2 separate regions of the Mus musculus genome follow, and region 1 is linked to region 2. Evidence: chromatin contacts called from public Hi-C data. All regions are on one chromosome and are shown on one strand. Each heading gives the region's core, a stretch centred on a gene start, on an enhancer-like site or on the middle of the called end of the contact. The rest is flanking DNA. Distances are from core to core; before and after follow the strand shown. Region 1 overlaps Tcf7l2 (transcription factor 7 like 2, T cell specific, HMG box). Region 2 overlaps Vti1a (vesicle transport through interaction with t-SNAREs 1A).

Region 1 (5,730 bases), core at 3,173-5,672, 180 kb before region 2:
CTGGCCCTCACAAGGCCCTGTTTTCGCCTAAGCTGGTGACACTCCTCTCTCCCTGTCCACAGAAGGAAAGGGGAGAGAAAGACGAAAGGAGACTCACCACAGGTCCGAAAGGCTTGTCAAACAGCTCCAAGTTCCCAGGATGCATTAGTCCCAGAGTGCAGCTGTCCATCTTCCAAAAAGCTATCCAGACTTACTTAACTGCAGAATGCAGGGTCCCCGAAACATCCAGGATCCTAGCAACCTAACGCTCCAGGGGCGCCACCGACCATCGTCCCAGAACTTCTGCTGAGAACTCTCAGAGCTAACTTCCCAGGGTCCATACCCAGTGATTACCGAGTCCCTCTTTGTTTAATACCTGAGAAGACAGGCCCCAAGGTGGGAGAGCCAAGAGCCAGCAGTGGGCTCTGCATCTAATTCCATCCTAACTTCTCCTGAATCCTGCCCATGTGTCTTTCCGCATTCAACGTAATACAGACAACGGTATTTACAGACAAATCAGAAGGGGCCAAACCTATCAGGGACTGGCCAGTCAAGGCTCCCCAGGTCCATAGCTCACATCTGTTAGGCAGTAACACATTCTAGAATTAAAGTACTTAGACTGAGATGTTTTCTATCTATTCAACAAGTAACTAAACTTTAGCGTACTGGATTTTCCGTCCTTACCACAGAACAACTAACAGCTACACCTTCTCTTGTACTCAAGCCCCACAGCAAGGACTTCACCTCACAGACAGCTTCCTCCCTCCTTCCATAAAGCAAACTGATACAGTATCTGCAGCGTGCCTGGAGCTTCCAGGAAGAAAGGCGCCTGTGAGGCCAAGGTACTATTCTATGATAACAAGAGCTTGGAAGCTCCTCACAAAGACATCAGCAGCATGCAGACTTGTTCAGGCCCCATGCCTAGTGCGCTACAAGGTGCCTCCCGCCTCTCCTTCAAATAAGGGGATGGGGCTTCCATGCAAGCCACTGGGCCCTCCAAAAGGCTGCCTGCTCACGTGCACGGAGCACACACAGCTAATACACGGGAGCACTCGGTGTATTGTGAAGCCTTGAGCAGACGGGGTTCCCCCAGCAAGGGCCTTACTTCTCAGGAGGAAAAGCCTGGTGTCCGTCCACTTTGGGGGAGTTCCCTGGAGATAGGCAGGATGACTACAGAGAACCTAACACAGATAATTAGAATAATTAATTTGTATCCACTGTGTGGAGTACAGTAGAAACACACTCTGACACAGCTAAACCCAACTTTAAGGATGGAAATGCTACAGTGGTTAATTTTTTAAATCAGATTTCTGCCAATGTTACCAATCATTCCTAGTCAACAGAAACCCAGCACTGAGCAGAGGAACCATGGTAACTGACTAAGGAGCTTCTTACAAAGCCCCTAGCTAGCCCTTCACGGCTGTGTGACATGGGGCAAGCTGCTTGCCTTCCCTGTGGCGCATCCTCTGAATTACAGCTCGCTCCACGCTGTAATTAGATCGCAGAATGTCCAATCACTTAGCCTAGTGACTGGCAACAGCTTAGCTGACAGTTGTTCTAAGGTCTCATGACTTTGTGAGGAATGGGACATGAGTATCGCCAAACCTGAAGGAGTAACTGAAATTCCCCTGCCTCTCTTCCCTCACCCCATAAATCATGACAAAGCAAGATGTACAATTTATTCCTCAAGCTAAATTCTAATAGCTCTGAGAAACCTAGGACTTCCTTCGCAGTCTGGAAGGAGAGAAATTACCCCCACAAAGCTAAGAAAGGCTGAGCCCTAGAGCCTGGACCCTAGACATGGCTCCACTCTAAGGAGCTACAATCTCCAGTCCACCATAGAAAACATAATAAAGTTACTGGTGCTATAGCTGGTAGGGCTGCTGGGGCCCAGGTCATCTGGAGAAGGGTCACATGTTCATGCCCAGTAGCCTTTATCTACTTATTCACCCCAGAGCAACATTGAGAACTCTGAGAACATTGAGAGCTCTGGAGCCAGGGATCCTGTGGTAGATTTCCTCTTTCCCAGCCTGCTTCCTGGAGTCTCTAGACACCTTAGCCATTCTTGGAAGGCTGTGTAAGGGTAAGAGTCATCAATACAGGGCCAACAGCTATGCTAAGTTCTCGGAAAGTAATCATGATTTTACCTTGAAAACCGTTTTCCCAATGGAGGAGTAGGAGATGGGATAGAAAAGATGAATAGTTAAACACTCCTGGGGGCTCCGAGCTACACCCTACATCCCTGGGAATTGAGGGTACAAGTCAGTAACTCGTCTACTTTCACCGATGTTCTTAGCATCCTGAGACAAGGAAGGAAAAGCTAGGCTAGACATTCCCTGCCTTTACAGGGGTGGGGTGGGGGGGGAAGCATCAAGGGGAGGGGAGGGAGACATAAAGAAAGATGTGAAGGCTCAATCAACACTCTAGGAAACCAAGGAATAGACTCAAGCAAAGGAGAGACCCGGGGATTGGATGTCTCCACAGACCTCTAAGCCTGCGTGAACCAACACACAGGCAGTGGTGGGCTTAGGAGACATGTCGCATCACAGAACAGCCAGATGAAAGAAATCTCTCTGAGCTTCCTGGCACAGAGTGAATCCCATGGGCTCCTCCCAGGCGCCAGCACGCACGGTGGGGGTCTCTCTGCTCCCAGTTCCTCTTGCTCCCTGTGGCCTGGGTATCTGAGGAGTTGCATAAACTAGGAAGGACAGCCTCCCAACCGCATCGTGGAAGCAGAAGACAGCAACAAACCACCAAACACTAGCCAGTATCCAGTGACTAAGAACCTCTTAGCGCCTGACTTAGTGGGCAGCTGTGCTTTTCCGCTGGGGAAAGAGGAAAGCCAAACTTGGACTGTACTAGATTCCTCTCCACCCCAGACAGGAGCCCAGTTTTCTCAATCTCCTCCCTCTATCCCTGCACAAGTCCTGAATCCTCATCTATTCTCAGATAGTCTTTCTTATAGGACTGTCTGCCATGCCTGCAAATCTTTCTGGTGGACACAACCAGCCCCACCTGTCTATTGCCTGCATCTTTTCTTCTCACCTTGAGAGGCAGGGTGGGATAGGGAGGGAACAGGGCTTTTCTTTGCTAACAGCACCTAGGCGATTATTTTACATCCAGAATTATAAATTACTGGGGAGATTGAGTGTGTGTGGGGTGTGTGTGTGTGTGTGTGTGTGTGTGTGTGTGTGTGTGTTGGCAGCAGGAGGGGGTGTTCAGCGAAAGCGACAGAGGCGATTTCCTAATGAGCAGTCTTATCTTCTCGCCATTTCTGACACTTTTTACTGTCTTGCCTAACACAATCGGGGCATCACAGAGCCAGTCTAAAAGTTTGGCAGTTGCTCAAAAAAGTTAAACATGATTATCACATGGCACAGCCACTGCGCTCCTGAGAAGGCACACAGGGGACGGGAAAACACATTTGCATGGGAAACTTTGCATAAATGGTCACAGCAGCAGCGGCATTCCACAGGTGAGTGAGCAAGTAAGCGTGTGAATGAACAAAAGAAGTCTGGTACAGAATGGATCGTTTGGCCCTTAGAAGACACAAAATACAGACAATGCTGCTCCATGTATCAACCTTCAAAACACTAAGAAAAAGAATCAAAGCACAAAAGACCGCATATCCAGTGGGTCCGAATGCTCATAAGAATGTCAACAACAGGCTGGCAAGATGGCTTTGTGGGTAAAGGTACCTGCTGACAGACAATGCAAACCTGGCAACCCAAGCTAAATCCATACACACACAGTACCTACGCTAAGACTGAGGGGGAAACTAGCTGTGCTACACCATCTTCTGAGTTCTACGGGCGCATCATGGCGTGTTCACCTGCACGTGTACACATCATGCAGGGACACACCATGACAAATAGATAATTTTTAAGGCAACAGGTAAATCCACAGTCTGTGCCAGGGACTATCGCACGCGGTGGGATGGAGAATATGGTTTGTAGTTAGATGGCTGCACAATTTTGAATAGACCAGAATCTACTGCAAATAGGTGGGCCCTCTGGTCTCTCTGTAACTTCATAGAGCTGTTACGGTCACAAAAGAAAAGAAGGAACACATAGCTGTGGGTTCCTCCTATCCATTCTCTGATCAGAGTCAAAATGCTTGGCAGGAAAAAATTCCAGGTACCAGTGAGTCCAGGTGTGCCTGAGGAAGGCACAGAGGCCCCACTTCAGGACGTAGCGCATGGCCAGAATGTCACATTGCTGATCAAGAGATTTGCTTCGCCATACAAGGTGGGCCCAGAGCGCAGGATAAATCTCAGTTAAGAACAAGGTAAGAGGAACACGACCCAAAAGGAAAGCAAACAGAAAACATTCAACGGCATGCCATAACGCTCTGGTATCTCAGAGTGCTCGATTCTGAACTCTGGTCTTTGGGATGCTCCAGGGGCCAGATGCCCAGCACCTCCTCCCTGAGTCTAGCACTGTCTCCTCCCAGGAGATCCACGCTTTGGCAGAGGAAATGCAACCTTAGCGCCCAGCGGGCCTTGCTGGGCAGGCCGCACTGCTTCTTGTTCCAGAAATGTTAGCCCAGCATTCAGGCAATTGGCAGGCAGCTGGAACTCGAACCCAGGAATCCCAACGCCCACAGATTCTCACCTCCAGCTCCAACAAAGCTCCCTTTGTGGGGCTTGGGTGTCTCCCAGAGGGCATATTTCCCTCCCAGAGCTGGGAAGCAGAGGCGAGGGTGGTGTGTGGAATGGCATCTATGCTACTGACACAGGTTTCTCTGCTTTCCAGGTTGCCCAGTCCCAGTACCTGAGGGAACGGACGGGGCAAAGCTTGACATGGATACTGTGACATCAGGACCTAGACCAGTCACACCTCTGCCCCCTCCCCAGTCCTCACAGCCTCTGAATCCCAGGCCTGAACAACAGGCTGCCTGAAGCCTGCATCCTGTCTGGGCAACAGAGCCAGGAGAGAGTGGAGCTCTTGTTCAAACATGCTTTGAGCCTGTGAGGGTACCCTCCAGAAATGCTTCTAAGTTCATTCCAAGCAGCCTATCTCCATGCAGGTCAGCTCCAGCACAAAGCACTGTAACATCCTCCCTCCTTGGGGTTGTCACCTGTATGCTGCAGTTCCCTAGGATTTCCTGAGACTCAGAGGATAGACCCATAGCCACACTATAGGGGACCCAGGGGCAGAGCCCCACTCTTCTTCTAACATGATTTCCCTAGAAAAGCACAGGAAGGGAAGGTGGGCTGTGGCTGAACATGCTGAATATCCACCAGAGATGAAGCAGACTATACCACCTTTGCCCCCCAGAGATAATGCTACCCTTGCTGTGCCATCCTGGAAGAGACCCATAGCCCTGTCACAACCTCTGAGCCTGTCCCATTAGGTAGCAGGAAAAGACTCTATGACACTTCTCACCCTGTGGGAGGGCTTGCCCACCTGCTGAACCTCTCAGGAGCCTATGATAATCTTGTCACAACAGACACTGTAGTAGAGCATATATACCAGCAAAATCTCTCAAACCTTCCACTTCTGGGTGGAAGAAATTAAGTTCTGGACGTGCTAAAGGAAGTGAGGTGGTCTGGACTCTTGGACTCACGGCATGGCTAAAGGTTCTTAAGCATTCCAGAAGAAAGCCACAGAACTCATCTCAACAGGGAGACCTTTCAGGAGAGGGTCAGGCTTAGGAAACGTTTGCCCAGTGCAAACTAAATGGTTCCAGGGTCAGTGGCTGACCACACACACAGTGAGGGTTCTATCTTAAGCACCACAATAAAAGACT
Region 2 (6,065 bases), core at 1,843-4,342:
CTCCAGGGTGGGATCTAGGTTTTCAGCTACCCAGAAATACTTACCACGAACCTTTAAAAAACAAGTCAGTGGGAGGGTGTGTTAAATGAAAACCAAGATAAGCCCTCCTAGGCAGCTTTCCCCATACACTCTCCAAGCCTTTGTGTTGATGAGGGCAGGAGCTGAGGAAATGCCTGACAACAGCGACCATTTTTCTCCTGCCTCACTTGAGCTGGGCACTCTGGGGATGAAGGGGTGGCCTGCCATTTGCAGACAAGAATGAAGCCTTTTGTGAGCAGTTTAAGCACACTACCGACTCCCTTTAAAAAGTTCGAAAAGGTGTTTTTTTTGGAGAGCATATGCTTCGCTGCCATGTGGTGGGACACAACGTAACGGCACTAATAGAACATCACAACTTACAATTAAGACTACTCCATTTACTCCAGATGAGTTTGTCAACACTAAATACATCTATGTGATGGCAGCAGAATCGAGAAATAGGACTTGCTGGGAGTGGTACCTCACAGCAGACAGCTGAAATCCGAGCTGTTCACAACCAGGTAGCGCCTTCCTTTCCCCCTGGAGGGCTCAGGTTTGTCTGTATAAGGGGGTTTATTCTTATTTGCAAACAGGAAAGATTTTATGGCTTCAGAGTAAAACTAGGGAAAGAAACCTAATGGCAGATTTGTTATGGATGTGGTCTCTGACACGTATGTGTGGGGGATCAGCTATTAATCACGTTAAGACTAGAGTATTATTAAAGCACGAGGCAGGCAAGCAAGCCTTAAGTTCAAGGTCTGAGCTGATAAAGACGAGGAGGAAAACATGCTTTGCCTTGTGTGCCTACGTCTGCCATTGTGTCTCCTCGTGTGTGTCTGCGTCTGCCATTGTGTCTCAACGCATCGCTTTAAAAGATACCACTGATCCTTTTCCGAGCTTCGCCCCATTTTATTTCAAGGTTGGTCTGTCTTTTGTTGGGTCCTTTTGCTATGACACAGATGACAGCTCTCGGGGGAAGGGCAGCCCTTCGGCAGTCCTGCTGGCTCCCTGGACTCCTACACAAATGTGCTTGTTTGGCATTTGTTCCAAAGCACCCACATTCAGGGCGCCCTGGGGACCAGGGGAGCAAGGGGGCACGTGCTGGAAACACCGGGCACCGAGGCCCCGCAGGCCTTTGTCAGCACTGCCTCCAGGGTTGAGGCGGCCTCGGTAATTATGCCAAGGCCACGCATTACTCTGACAAAGTAATCCATCAAATCATTTCTCACAATTCCAATTCGTCCCCTGAATTTCCCTTACTTCCAGAGCCAGCTGGATATTATATTACCAGAGCTGTTGAAAAGGTGGAACACTAGCCATGAAGCCAAAGGCCGTGGCAACTATGCAAAGCATCAATTTTTATTGTTTGCTCAGTACTGAAATCTCATTAGGGTCCATAACTCATATGAGCACTGCGGACACTTACATCTGCTGATCATGAGAACCTAGAAGGAATGCACACCTTTGGCTATGTTGTTCTCATAGGAGATATACGGGGTGGGTGCGCGCGTGTGTGTGTGTGTGTGTGTGTGTGTGTGTGTGTGTGTGTGTGGTGTGTGTGTGTGTTTACAAGCACACACAGACTCATATGTTTTTAGCTCTTGAACAGCTGTGGTTTAACTGTCCTCTACACAAGCCAATTTCCAACCTGAGTTTAAATACCCCAAAGTTGTTTTCATTTGGCAGTTTTCAGACAAAGACCCACTTCTCTTGGAGTCCAGCATAATCAATGGCAGAAAATTCCACTCATTGCACGTTGGCCTTAAAGCAGCTCGGCTGTGCTAATTACATCAGAATTATCTCAGAGCCTACAAGCTTTCATTCAACCTATACAGGTTTTTGTCTTCACTTAATTATGGTTTGGAACCTTCTTGAAAGAAAATGCAGCCATGGCTGCCTGTTCCTCTTGGGGACATCCAGTTCTCTCTCTCTCTCTCTCTCTCTCTCTCTCTCTCTCTCTCTCTCTCTCTCTCTCTCATCCTCTCTCTAGTTGTCTCCTTCCGTCCCTCCCTCCCTCCTTCCCTCCCACTCCCTCTCCCTCTCATTTCCATTATGTTCCACACTTCGGACCCTTGATGGCATCTTAGTTTATAGGTCTTTTAGGCATTTTGTGAAAGCTGTATTTGAAGGTGACAAGCAGGGAGTCACAGAATTAGAGGAACCTTGCGGGGCATCTAGCCAGGCCAGTCCTGTTCCGAGCAAAAGCCCTGACAAGTGGCACTTCAAGAATGCATCCATTTCTGGAATGAACCGTGGCAGCAGCTGAGAGTCTCTTTGCAAACACTTGCTAGCAGCCTGGGACAGATAAGAAGAGAACTGTGTCTGGTGAGGGGGTCCAGAGGGAGTTTAGGGAGACCAAGTGCAATTAGCCCACCGGACAACAGCTCTAGCACCCCTGCCATAATTCTGGCTGATGGCAGTGACACCTACTGATGAGAGCGTGGTCAACTCTAAGTTGCTCTTTACCGGGACCCCACTGTCCCACTGTGATGTGACACCAGGCATAGATGTTTCCACTTGGAAGCCTCAGGAGGAGAAAGGGCATGGAGGAAAAGGAAGCCACAGGCCCTTCATGCAGGCTGTCTCATCTGAGTGTATTGAGATGGCATTCCCAGCCTGTCTTCCACGGGAAATGTTCTAGCCAGGAACATAGTGATAGGCAAAACCAGACTGGCCCTGCCCTCATGGAACTTTCAGACCTCAAAAAAAAAAAAATAAACGGACCCCCTCCCCCTCCCCGGTGGATGGCATTTCCTCAGTCTAGAGACACTGCAAGGATCAGACTTCATACTTTGGGAGATTACATTTGCTCTCTGCCCATGGACTGAGCTTACCCAGAGCCCAGACAGGGCTTGCCAGTGTGTGTGTGTGTGTGGGGGGGGGGGGTGAAGAATGTGCTAAGGGCATCTGCCTGCAGTGGTACAGTGGAAAGGAGAGGAAGGAAAAGAACTTAGGAAAACAAAAAGCTGGGGATCAGGGTGGGGAGAAGAGGGCAGAGGAAGTGGAGACCGGGTAGTGACAGACCAGTGGGCCACCGTGATGACTTTGCTTTCTACTTATCAGCTAGGTGGCTTTGAGTAAATCATCAACCTTTCTGATATTTACCTTCCCGATCTATAAAATGGGAGCCACAATGCACACCTGATAAGGTCAGCACGGGGTAAGTGGGAGAGCCCACCTGGGGCTGTCACCTGACACCTGGGAAGTCCCGCAACACTCGGAGACAGCCAGGCTCCAGCCTCCCCCCCCCCCCAACCCCCAACATACATGCTGCCTCCAGAAGTCATGAGGAGGAAAATGGGCTGACTTTTCAATCTTGCTTTCAAACACTCACAAGTTGGATTCTGACATAACGTGTCCATCTAAGGAAGGAAGCTACATGTGAAATTGCTAAGCTCCTTTCCCAAAAGCACCTTGCTGCCCAAACCCCTGATTATCAACATTCCAGGTGTCCGGGTAAGTGTGGAATTAAACAGTTAGTATTGACAACTCAGAGCTGAATGCTAACAAGTAGCTTGTAACAGGAAGCGAATCTCTGGGAATCTAGAGATCGGGACAACAAGAGCAACAAGAGAAGATTGTAGGAGAGGAGCAGGCCCTACAGAGCAGCAGACCTACAGCACACAGGCTATGCAGAGGAGGGCCTCCCCTGCTCTCCAATCCCACCTGCTGAAGGGATGCAATAATATCTGGATGTCTGTTCAGAACAACCCACACAGAAACTGTACACATGTGTATACACACACACACACACACACACACACACATGAGAGACAGACAGACAGACAGAGAGACAGACACCCCGCCCCAATAAAGTAATGAAAACCACTTGCTGGCTGGAAACGGTTGAAGATGATCTAATTGTCAAAGCAAAGATTTAATGCACTGGCCTTTTAGAGGAATCATGTGAGCACACACTTACAGACCAAAGGGACATTTTCAAACTCCTGGTTATCCTGAAATGGCTCAAAACAGGTCTGGCTCCCCACACTGGCTTCTATGAGTGTGCCTGAGTCTCTATTAAGCTACTGGGCTATGAAAAGACAGGAGGTCTACGCTGTAGAGCCTGGTGCCTTTTTGTTTGTTTGTTTGGTTGGTTTTTTAAAAGTCACTGCTAAGTCCTGCTGAGCTTATCTGTGTGTCAAAAATCTAGTCTCCATAAAAAGATAACTCAGGTGGCCACTGGTTTACAAGCTCAAATGCCACCTCCTTAACTTTCCAGAACAGAGCTATCATTTCCCACTGCTCATGCCCTGTTTACCCCACTGAAAGGATTTTGACCCACAGGAGACTGCCTAGTGGACAGAGATAGCTGGCCCTGGCAAGGGAAATCCCTGCAAGCGCAATGTGGTTGTCTGTACTGGTACTGTGGTGTCTCGAGTCTGGTTATGATAAACATGACCACTGAAATGAAATGAAATGCTTCCTTTGCAAACTGGGATGCTTGTTGTCATTCATTCATTCATTCACTCATCCTTTGTGGTGATTATTAATGGCTTCTCTTAGGGAAGTGTGCCACTAACTTCCTGAACTTCTGTTGCAGGCTTCTCCCTTCTTCTGCCAAAGCTTGGTCATCTTGCTATGTCACAAAATGCTGGCATCACAAAGGTGAACTTTAGTAGACCAGGATTTCTTCATTTAGATGAAATAGCAAACAACCCTCGAAGCCACAACGAAAAAACCTGATAAGAAGACACTCACGTCTCACAGTAGCCTGCTTGAATCAAATGTTGGATGGTAGTACTGAATAAACTATACCTTACTTAAAAAATGTTAGTTACATGTATTTTATATGTGGGAGGGGAGGGTGGTATAAGAAGCTAGCTTGTGGCAGTTGGTTCTTTCAATCTATCACATAGGTCCTAGCGACTAAGTGTAGGCTGTCTGGGTGGCAGGCCCTTCACCCTTTTCTTCACTTGCTGGCCTGGCACTGATTTCGTTCTTAGGAACAGTGAGCACGCTCTGCTTTGCCGGAGGATGGAGAGCGGGTGGAGAGGCACACGTGCCCGGCCGGACCTTCCGTTAAAGTGACTCACACTGCAAGAAAGTTTGAAAAAGCTTCTCGAGTTTCATATTTTGGCATAAATTTCCATATGATTCATTAAAGTAAGAAAGAGTGGGAAAAATTATCAGTCTTGCACAGAATACTTTTAAAACACACACACACACACACACACACACACACACACACACACACTGTGAGAGATTTGCAAAACGTCCAGTCTGGGTCACTGGAGACCCGTGGACAACTGGCTTCTGTGTTCCCATTTGGGTCTGACTCACTATGGCAATGTCACTCATCAGGAAGGCGCAGAAGACAGACAACAGCTGGGAGGCATTCTCTCTGTGCACAGAGTTCAGGGACACACAGCGAGCTGAGCGGACCATCTAGTGCTTGGGCGCAAGAGCCTGCCCTCCCTCACATCAGCCCTGAACCTCAACTCTCTGAGGTTGCAGCAGATGTTAAAAACTAAAGTTGAAACCTTTAAGCTGTAATGAAGGAGTTCACAGGGCTTGTAATCCCAGTACCCCACCCCATCCTCCCTCGATCCTGCTGAAAGTCTTCAAATGGTCCTCGGCACTAACGCTGCGCAGCCAGCGCGATCCTGCTCAAAGTCTTCAAATGGTCCTCGGCACTAACGCTGCGCAGCCAGCGCGTGTTGAGCACACTGATCTGCCCATGATTCCCCTCGGCTGCTGTAAAACAATCTCACTCCCCCGGCGAGTGCGGGCTGCGGCAACAATGCGGTTATTGACTTGTTGCTCTGGCTCTAGTTAGTTATTACCCTTGGGGCCACAATCAATAGACTTTGCACCAAGTCTGCCTTATAAATCCCAGGCTCTCACTGGAGGCTTGCCAAGGAATGGCAAGAAAAATCTATGGCAGGGAAACACTTAGAGAGCAGAGACTGAGAGAGCCACACTGACAGCTGTATAAATTAATTAACAAGGAACTGTTTATTCTCCCAGATCACGTGACACATTTGCCACCAGTGAAGAAGGCATGGATAGATTCGGAAAGTTATCCGGTGATATTTAAAACCCAC

Evidence for each region. A called contact is a pair of places that touch in the nucleus more often than the background predicts.
Region 1: a contact with region 2 is called in a Hi-C map of liver, with 2.9 times the contacts expected there. The contact joins two enhancer-like sites. A contact is called at or near these places in 1 of 484 Hi-C or Micro-C datasets (liver), 3 of 115 datasets of contacts at active chromatin or transcription factors (extraembryonic endoderm stem cells, kidney and pancreatic cancer cells) and 1 of 9 other capture datasets (embryonic stem cells).

Annotation. Positions count from the first base shown.
Region 1 is chr19:55,778,838-55,784,567 of GRCm38.p6, reverse strand. All of the region lies in intron 4 of Tcf7l2 (transcription factor 7 like 2, T cell specific, HMG box), which reads right to left. Among named protein-coding and RNA genes, the nearest start is that of Gm31734, 38 kb to the right of the region's middle. Within about 2 kb of position 4,422, at least 37 of the 459 cell types and tissues checked have an H3K27ac peak or open chromatin away from gene starts, as enhancers often do. A contact at or near this core is called in liver, where this site is marked.
Region 2 is chr19:55,593,203-55,599,267 of GRCm38.p6, reverse strand. All of the region lies in intron 7 of Vti1a (vesicle transport through interaction with t-SNAREs 1A), which reads right to left. Among named protein-coding and RNA genes, the nearest start is that of Gm41871, 100 kb to the left of the region's middle. Within about 2 kb of position 3,092, at least 31 of the 459 cell types and tissues checked have an H3K27ac peak or open chromatin away from gene starts, as enhancers often do. A contact at or near this core is called in liver, where this site is marked.